Regions from separate parts of the Oryctolagus cuniculus genome. Here region 2 is linked to region 1. The links are chromatin contacts, called in public Hi-C maps. All regions are on one chromosome and are shown on one strand. Each heading gives the region's core, a stretch centred on a gene start, on an enhancer-like site or on the middle of the called end of the contact. The rest is flanking DNA. Distances are from core to core; before and after follow the strand shown. Region 1 overlaps FAM131A (family with sequence similarity 131 member A). Region 2 has its middle 26 kb from the start of VPS8.

Region 1 (4,644 bases), core at 938-3,437:
ACCACAGTGCAGGTGCAGGAAAAATGGAGCCGCACACGCTGGGCTGGTATTGAGAGTCCTTCTTCCCAGGACTGCTAAATGCATGTCCACTGCAACCCGCCGTCTCACTTCATCCTCCAGCCTCCCCCGGGGCGATGCGCAAGGCGGCAATGCTGATGTTTGTTGCATGCTCCTGAGGTGCCGGGCACTTTGCTACTCACGTGTTTGACTTAAGGCTCACAAGCGCACGAGGAGAAGATGGACATTGTGATATTCCAGCTCTTAGTGATGAGGAAATGGATAGAGTTAAGAAGCTGCGCCAGATCGCACCAGCAGAATTGGGCCTGGGAGCCTAGATGATCTGCCCCGACACGTGAAGGTTTTTTTTTTTGGACAGGCAGAGTTAGTGAGAGAGAGGTCTTAACCACTTTACATATGGGGAAACTGAGGCGTGCAGTGAGGACGCCATTTGCCCAAGTCAGGATAGCGGTCAGGCCCAGATTTCTGAGTTCCTGGCTCCGCTCCCAGGATGCTTTGAGAAGGCCATGTTGTCCCTTTCCCGGTCAGCTCACTGTTCCCAAGCCCAGGCCCTGGCCTTCCAATGAGGCAATCTGGTGTCTAATTAAATTAAGATGAAAAAGAACAAAGTCACTGTTTGTAACAAGCCTAAAAATCAGAGGAAGAGACGAAGCCTTTAAGGAACCCACCAAGGAAAGCACCAAGAACTGGAAGTGATCAGAACATGAAAGATTAGAATTCAGAATGTCCTTGCTGGCCTGAGCCATCACCAAGCAGCAGCCCATTCAGAGAGGAGACGGGCTGCACGGGCGCCGTTCAGGGACCTGTGCATCAGCCCCATGCCTCGTCCATGCAGCGGCTACCCACAGCATCTGAACCCAAACCCTGCCTCTGCCGCGTGCCAGTTGACTAGATAACCTTGGCACATGTCCTAGTCTCTGCACGTCTCTTGCTGTATCTCAACAATGGGATCACACCTCGGGATTTTGTGAGGATTAGGGAACCTGAAACATGTGAAGCACTTAAGAGTCGTGCCCCCAGCTGGTGTCAGGAGTGACGGCCACCCCGCGTCCTGAGGGAGGACCAAGGGCCACTCGCGGAGGCGGCGTAACGAACGGCTGACGGGTAACGTGATGGGGGGTTTCCAGAACAGGCTGAAGCCCCCGTCCTGAGGGAACTGCAAGTGTAGGAAAACAGCCCGCACGTTCTGAAACAGACTGGGACGGCTTGGTGACTGCTAGGGACAAGGGGTTTATTACCTAAAAGGCAAATCACCTGCCAGAAACTCGCCGTGATTAAGATTGTGGAGAAAAAGAATTTCCAAGGGAACTACTTGGGAGGTTCCTTGGGAGAAGATGGAAGGGATTATTTGACTGCCAGGAGGCAAAGCTAAGGGATTTTTTTTAATGGGAAACCTCATAATAAAGACATTTCTCCCTGAAGTTGGACAAGTTGGGAAATGAATGTTAAGCTGTAGCGTGTAGGATTCAAGCTGCATATGAGGAGCAACTTGGCTAACCACGTGGTCATTCTGTTACAGATATTGAAGGAACACAGCTTATTCTCAAACTGAACTTCTTGTTCCTTCTTATAAGTACTTTCATGCCTTGGATGGAGAACCTGAGGAAAGTGCTAGAAATCCCTTCCTAAGAATTCCAAAGTATTAAAATGAGTTTTGAGTAACTGGTACTCAAGAACCGGGATTATTACTGCTCATCTTGATTCACATATTAAGCTGAGAGGCTTACAAGCAAACTCAGAGCAGAGTGATCATGATCGGCCAAAAATTCCAGGAACTGCTGAGTCAGGACAGTATTTTTCAAGACATCTGGCCCAAGAAAATCCACTCTGAGAGCAAGGGGAACTGGCTGACAACTTCTGAGCCCTCAGTGATTACACTGGAAAGCTAGAGGGCCCACAGCAAGAAAAACATGGGGAGGGGGATGACTGGCCTGTAAGCTGCAGCCCCGCGCACGCACGCACACACACACACACACACACACACACACACACACAGGCCCCAGGGTGCTGCTAGGGCTCCAGAAGAGGCAAACAGAGCGAGCGAGCGCACACTTCAGGCCAGCCAAGCCCACGGTGTTAAATACAACCAAGGAGAGGAGATAGCGGAAGTGGCCAGCTAGCTAGAGGGCAGATGGGAAGCAGGTGTCATCCATGAGGGCCATTGGTAGGAAGTGGGGGGTAGGAACTTGCTCCTGGGTCTACCTATGCCTAAGGGGGCACCTGCAGGAGAGGGCTGGGCAGAGCTGACGACCCACCCAGAACCCCAGAGCAAGCCACTTTACCACTGAGCCTCATGCTGCTGTTCCTGTAGAATGGCTGTACCTATGCTGCTGTTCCTGTCGAGTCGGTGTCCCTATTCAAGACAGTGCTGAAACTGAATAATGTGAGACCTAGCACGGAGCCCGGCCAGGCATTAGATTTCATATTTGAGCAAGCGCTCTCAACTGCATCCTTCTAACATGCCGGGAAGATTCCTCTGTCTCATCAACACAAGGATTCTATCACGTTTCTGAGGCCGGGGGACACAGAAGCATTCTTATTATTTTCCCTCCAGCAGTCCTGTCCCCTCCTCTGCCATCTGTGGTGCCCCTTCTGTCCCACCCCCCCACCTAGTCCTGAGCCCCCTGGAACGGATCGCTGCCTGGCCACATCGAGCCCATTGCGCTTTCTCCCTCCTCCACAGACTCATACCATCTTCTCGCTGCTGGGAGTGGACCACGCATACGTCACCAGCATCGGCAGGCTCATTGGAATCGTTACGCTAAAGGAGGTGAGAAGACAGTGGCCTTGGAAGCCACTTCCAAAAAAATAAAAGGCAGGAGAGCTTATGCCCAGCTCACCTAGGGGGAGTGCCGGGGAAGAAGCTGGGAGTCCTATGTCCAGACACCTGCCCCTCTCACCTCTGCAGCTCCGGAAGGCCATTGAGGGCTCTGTCACAGCACAGGGTGTGAAGGTCCGGCCGCCCCTCGCCAGCTTCCGAGACAGTGCTACCAGCAGCAGTGACACAGAGACCACCGAGGTGCACGCGCTTTGGGGGCCCCGCTCCCGCCACGGCCTCCCCCGGGAGGGCAGTCCTTCCGACAGCGACGACAAGTGCCAATGAGCCCCTGCGTGGGCTGTGGCTGTCAGGCCAGATTATATAGCTCTCCCATGCCGCCTCCTGCCCTGGGAAAGCAGAAGACAGCCGCAGCCCCAGCCCCACCTCCAGACCCGGCCTGCCAACGTCTCCCAGAGCTCATCCTGCCTGGAAACTGACCCAGCACCTCCTGCAGCAGGTGTCCCAAGGGCAAGATCAGCACTGCCCTGGTAGCATGGGGGTGGGGTCACTTGACCCCCGCTACCCCGTTGAGGGGAAAGGGATAGAACTAAGATGGGTTTATACTGGAACCTCCAATGACCAGATGTATATAGAGATTTACAAAGATTTTTATATTAATTTAATAAAACAAATTCTTAAATAGAACAAAATAAACACCTAATGAGCCACTTATATATAGAATGCTTGTGCCCGCTGGCTCTTGTTCTTACCATGGGCCCTCTTACCTGCCAGTGTCTACAAGGCTCCTCATTCTGCAGCTGGCCCCCTCCCCATAGCCATAAGAATCCAGAGTCCGGTGTCCTTGGAATGCCAAATCTGCCACTGCTTGGTCATAAACACCTTGGCTGGGGAGGGAGCCCCCAAGACCATAGCTTTGGCCTTTGCCAAAGCCAAGGAAGGCACTACCCCCTTCCCTCCCCAAGGAGAGTCACTCAGCTGGCACAATTCCAGCCCCGCGGTCATCTGCCAATGATGGCCTGGCCACCCCTGAGGCCTCCTTGTGGCCCTCCCTGGAAGGACACGGAAGCCACAGCTCTGCATCAACCAGAGCCATCCCTGCCTCCAGCTCCACCCTGTAGATAACACTGCTGCAAGCCGTGCTCGCACATCCCAGGAGCAACTGGGAGAGGGCCCAGGCCCACCGGGGGAAGCCAGGAGAAGGGCGGAGGACACATGCATTTGTTCCTCATCCAACGCCTCCCCGAGAAGATCCCACGGAAAGAACAGACCCAGAACCCTGTCTTCTGGGAAAAACGATTTAGAGCCGATGGAGGGGGAAGCACGGCAGGAGCCCAGCTGGGCGAGGGGCCCTGGGGGACGGCTCAGTCCCTGCTCCCTGCTCTGGCAGGGCAGGAGCCAGTCCCCCGGGGTGGGGTGATTCTATCAAGCACTGCACATGGACTCGGAGGTGAGAAGCAGAGAAGAGAGAGGCACAGGGACAGTGGCGGAGGTGGCCAGGCTCCCTCCCACTCCACCCCCACACAGCCCAGTCACAATAAGCCCCTTAGGGGTTCACATCATCCGAGGAGGAAATGTGTGTGTGGCGTTTTTGACTTAAGGACATGTACATCACTGTGTGCCACAGCTGTAGCCATGCCCCAGGGGCCCCGGGCAACCCCCGGCAAACCCCAGGAGTGGGGGCAGGACATGCGCCCCCAGCCTGGCCCTTGCCGCCTCTCCAAACACTTTCATGCAAAACACACAACGGAGAAGTGAGTGCTCCCGGGAGCTCTCTGGGCTGCAGAGCCGCTGAGAGCCCCGAGCCCACAGCTGGACATGGAGGCTCTGCCCCTAGCAGTGGCCAGGGG
Region 2 (4,644 bases), core at 706-3,205, 450 kb before region 1:
CAGGATTAGAGAGGTGAATGACACAGAGGTTTATGTTCCGGAGCTGCTCACCATTTGTTTCTGCCTGGCTCCTTGCCGGGGGGGGGGGGGGGGGGGGGGGAGGACCCCCTGACCCAGTGCAGTACAGGGCAAATAGCATGCGTGGGTTCGTTTGGGTCCTGGTTCTGTCCCTTATTACCTGGGCGAGATCTAGGCAAATTGTGCTGAGTCCACATTTGTCCTCTGTAACTCGGGATTGCTGCAAGAGTTGGAGTCATTTTGCGTGTTCACAAGTAGGTACTGAAATTAAAGCCCTATGCTCAATCAAGTTTCTTTCACAGCCTCTTATTTTTATCAATAAATGGCAAAAACTCCATTCTTCTATTGCTTAGGTCAGAAACTGTGTTCTCATTCTTTTCTCCCACCATACAGCCAACCCATCAGCAATCCAGTTGGCCGTGTCAAATGAACCCAGATCCTGATTGCTCCTCACCTCCCCTGCTGCCTCTCATCTGAGCTGCCATCGCCTCTCACCTTGGTCATCGCAGTAGCTTCCTCGACGTTCCTCTTCCTCCCTGTCCTGTAGTCTCAACCCAGCAGCCAGATGGAGCTCATTAAAAAGGAAGTCACAGTCATGCCACATTCCTTCCAAGGCTTTCTGTCTCACTCAGAGTGGAAGCTCCTCCTTGCAATGGCCGCAGAGGCACTGTCTGACCCTTTCAGATCCAGTGTCCTGCTCTTTCCCCTTCATCTCCCTGCTCCAGGTGTGCGCCTGTCTTGAGCTTTGCTCTGGCTGCACCCCCATCCCCACCTGCCACCGGGGAATCTGCCCCCAGACAGCCACACGTTTGCTCATGCTGCTTTCCAAGACTTTGTTCAAATGTCATCGTCTCGTGGAGGCCTTCTCTGAGCATCCTGTTCTCAACTGCAACCCCTCTCCCTCTTCATGACCTCTTTCATCTTTTTTTTAAAGATTTATTTATTTATTTGAAAGTTGAAGTTACACAGAGATAGAAGGAGAGGCAGAGAGACAGAGAGAGAGACAGAGAGAGAGGAGGTCTTTCATCCGCTGGTTCACTACCCCAGTTGGCTGCAACGGCCAGAGCTGTGCCAATCCGAAGCCAGGAGCCAGGAGCTTCTTCCTGGTCTCCCACATGGGTGCAGGGGCCCAAGGACTTGGGCCATCTTCTACTGCTTTCCCAGGCCACAGCAGAGAGCTGGATTGGAAGTGGAGCAGCTGGGACTCGAACTGGCACCCATATGGGGTGCCGGCACTGCAGGCAGTGGCTTTACCTGCTATGCCACAGCACTGGCCCCGTGTCTTTTAATCTTACTTCATTTTTCCACATTAGACAATTGGTACTCTTTAAGGTGGTGGGAGTGAGAGAGCTGCATGGATCAGATACCCAGCAGGGCAAGAGGGGGCTTCTCAAGCCGTTTGCCCTGGCATGGGCTGTCTTGGCCCCCGGGACTAGATACCCAGGTACTGAATATTTTCTTGCTTCGTTTCCCCATCCTCCTTCTCAGGAGCTGGGCTGCTCAGAGCCAGGCCTGTTGTCTCATTCACACCTGGATCCCCAGTTCTTATAAAGGTGGCCAACATGCAGTAGGAGCTCAATAAATGTTGAAGCAAGAATAAGGTAAGTGACAAATTTTGTTATATGGAGTTAAAGGTCGACACTAAAAATAAAGCACCATCAGGCTTTTATTAAATTCTCCTCTCTTCGAATGACTTAGGACTCCCCCCATCTAGAGGAGGGAACATTTGTTGCGTCCATTACCACCTTCATGCCTTCCCCTTTGATCACCTTCCGCCCAGCCTTACAGAGTCTGGGTTTGTTGCCATCCGATACTGACTTCATTTCTTCTGCATTAATCACACTCAGCCTTGCCAACTCTGCATTCCATTGTCTAATGTTTCCTGTCACTGGGCTCCCAGTGAGGGACTGCCTGCAGCCTGGGGAGAGAAGATGGAACCGTGGCCAACGGCTGCCTGGGCCCATGTATCCGATTGCCTCTCCTCCCTACACACATGTGGGGGCCCTTCAGGTAGCCTCACCTCATTGCTGCAAAGGTGTCCAAAACTGAACACATCGGTATCCTACCTTCACCTTCCCATAAACCTGCTCCTTCCATCCCAGCTGGTGGTCACTGCAGTTTACAAACCTGACCCTAGAACTCCTCCTCAACACTCACACTCCTTCACCCCACCCCTGTCTCACCAACCACCAAGGCCTGTTGATTCACTCTCCTAAAATTTGTTTTTAATTCTCCTTTTGCTGCCTTATTTCAGTTTCTTACTGTTTCACTTGAGCATTGCTGTAATCGCTCCCTAACTGGTTTTCACTCCAATTCATCCCGCAGCCAGGGTGACTTTTCTCACAAGTGCACGGGTATCTGTGAGTTCCTCTAAGGGCCCTTCCATGCTGCTCCTTGACAAGAGCATGAAGGAAGTGGTCCGGCCCCTGCCTGCTCCTCCAGCCTCCCTTCGCCTCCCCTCCTGCTCCTGTACAACCACACTCTGCTTGTCCAGGATGTACCAAGGACCTCATGCTTTCCCGCTTTGCGTATCTGCTCCCTCCACCTGCGGTGGTTTCCTCCCTTGCTTTCCCCAGGTGAACTGTCTGCAGCATAGTTTTTTTTTTTTCCAATAGAAAACTTTTCTTTAATAAATATAAATTTCAAAAGTACAACTTTTGGATTATAGCGGTTCTTCCTCCCATAACCACCCTCCCACCCCCAAACCATTCCATCTCCTACTCCCTCTCCCATCCCATTCTTCATTAAGATTCATTTTTAATGATCTTTGTATACAGAAGATCAACTCTATACTAAGTAAAGATTATAACAGTTTGCACCCACACAGACACACAAAGTATAAAGTACCATTTGAAGACTAGTTGTACCGTTAATTCTCACAGTACAACACATTAAGGACAGAGGTCCTACATGGGGAGCGAGTGCACAGTGACTCCCGTTGTTGATTTAACAATTGACACTCTTATTTATGATGTCAGTAATCACCCGAGGTTCTTGTCATGAGCTGCCAAGGCTATGGAAGCCTCTTGAGTTCACCAACTCCAATCTTATTTAGACAAGGCCATAATCAAAGTGGAAGTTCTCTCCTCCCTTCAGAGAAAGGCACCTCCTTCTTTGATGGCCACTTCTTTCCACTGGGATCTCACTCACAGAGATCTTTCATTTAGGTCATTTTTTGCCACAGTATCTTGGTTTTCCATGCCTGAGATACTCTCATAGGCTTTTTAGCCAGATCCGAATGCATTAAGAGCTGATTCTGAGGCTAGAGTCTGCAGCATAGCTTCTAAAAATATCTATATATTTATCAGAAAAGCAGAGAGAGAGAGAGAGATAGCTTCCATCCACTGGTTTACTCCCCCAGTGCCCTCAACAGCCAGGACTTGGCCAGGCTGAAGTCAGCAGCCAAAACTCCATCTGGGTCACCTACGTGGGTGGCAGAAACTGGAGTACTTGCACCATCATCCGTTGCCTCCTAGGAACACTGACCAGAAGCTGGGTTGGAAATGTGGAGCAGCTGGCACTCACACTAGGCACTCCAATATGGAAGGCATGCACCCCAAGCAGCAGCTGAATTCACTGTGCCAAAATGTAAGCCTCCACAGACAGTTTAGTCTCAGCTTACCATCTTTTCATATCTGCAAAAGGCAGTTGAATGTAGACATCAAATCGTGCTTTTCCACTTACCAACTATGCAAATTTGGGTCACTTTTCTTTTTTTTTTTTTTTTAAAGATTTATTTATTTATTCGAAAGTCAGAGTTACACAGAGAGGAGAGGTGGAGAGAGAGTTTCCATCCAATGGTTCACTCCCCAGTTGGCTGCAATGGCCAGAGCTGTGCTGATCTGAAGCCAGGAGCCAGGAGCTTCCTCTGGGTCTCCCACATGGGTGCAAGGGCCCAAGGACTTGGGCCATCTTCTACTGCTTTCCCAGGCCATAGCAGAGAGTTGGATTGGAAGTGGAGCAGCCGGGTCTTGAACTGGCACCCATATGGGATGCTGGCACTTCAGGCCAGAGTGTTAACCCACTGTGCCACAGTGTCAGCCCCTCTGTGTTCTTTATGTTTTAAAAAAGCATTTCTTCATTTACTTGTTTGTTTGAAAGACAGAGTGTCAGAGACAGAGAAGAGAGATAGAGAAGTCAAATGGGTACAACAGCCAGGGCTGGGCCAGGCTGAATCCAAGAACCAGGGATTCCATCCTGGACTCCCACACAGGTGGCAGGGGCCCAAGCACCTGGGCCATCTTTTGTTGCCTTCTCAGGCACATTAGCAGGAAGCTGGATCCAAAGTGGAGGAGCCAAGACTCGAACAAGCATTCTGATAATGGGATGCCAGTGTTGCAAGCAGTGGCTTAACACGCTGTGCCACAATGCTGACCCTTGGGTCATTTTTCTAAGCCCTCTCTGATTCTGTGTTTTATTTGTAAAATGGGAACAATAGCATCTACCTCATAGGGTATTTCTGGTAATTAAGGGAGTTAGTTGATGGAAAGCGCTAACACTGTGCCTGGAAACGGGAGATCATGAATCTATGCTCACGCCATGGTTTCAATATAATTTGGCCCTGAACTCATGTAGGAGCTTAGTTCCCAGTGATAGTAACAGGATGGATGGGGCTGGCGTGGCACA

The links. A called contact is a pair of places that touch in the nucleus more often than the background predicts.
Region 2: a contact with region 1 is called in a Hi-C map of an unstated tissue, with 2.3 times the contacts expected there. The contact joins two enhancer-like sites. A contact is called at or near these places in 2 of 6 Hi-C or Micro-C datasets (ear pinna and an unstated tissue).

The regions. Positions count from the first base shown.
Region 1 is chr4:93,917,989-93,922,632 of mOryCun1.1, reverse strand. It overlaps FAM131A (family with sequence similarity 131 member A), which reads right to left. Exons shown (of 5, transcript XM_051818846.2): 5 at 3,429-4,644. It overlaps CLCN2 (chloride voltage-gated channel 2), which reads left to right. Exons shown (of 24, transcript NM_001082751.1): 23 at 2,702-2,788; 24 at 2,927-3,510. The coding sequence ends at 3,121. Among named protein-coding and RNA genes, the nearest start is that of FAM131A, 9.5 kb to the right of the region's middle. Within about 2 kb of position 2,187, at least 1 of the 8 cell types and tissues checked has an H3K27ac peak or open chromatin away from gene starts, as enhancers often do.
Region 2 is chr4:94,369,287-94,373,930 of mOryCun1.1, reverse strand. No RefSeq gene overlaps it. Among named protein-coding and RNA genes, the nearest start is that of VPS8, 26 kb to the left of the region's middle. Within about 2 kb of position 1,955, at least 1 of the 8 cell types and tissues checked has an H3K27ac peak or open chromatin away from gene starts, as enhancers often do.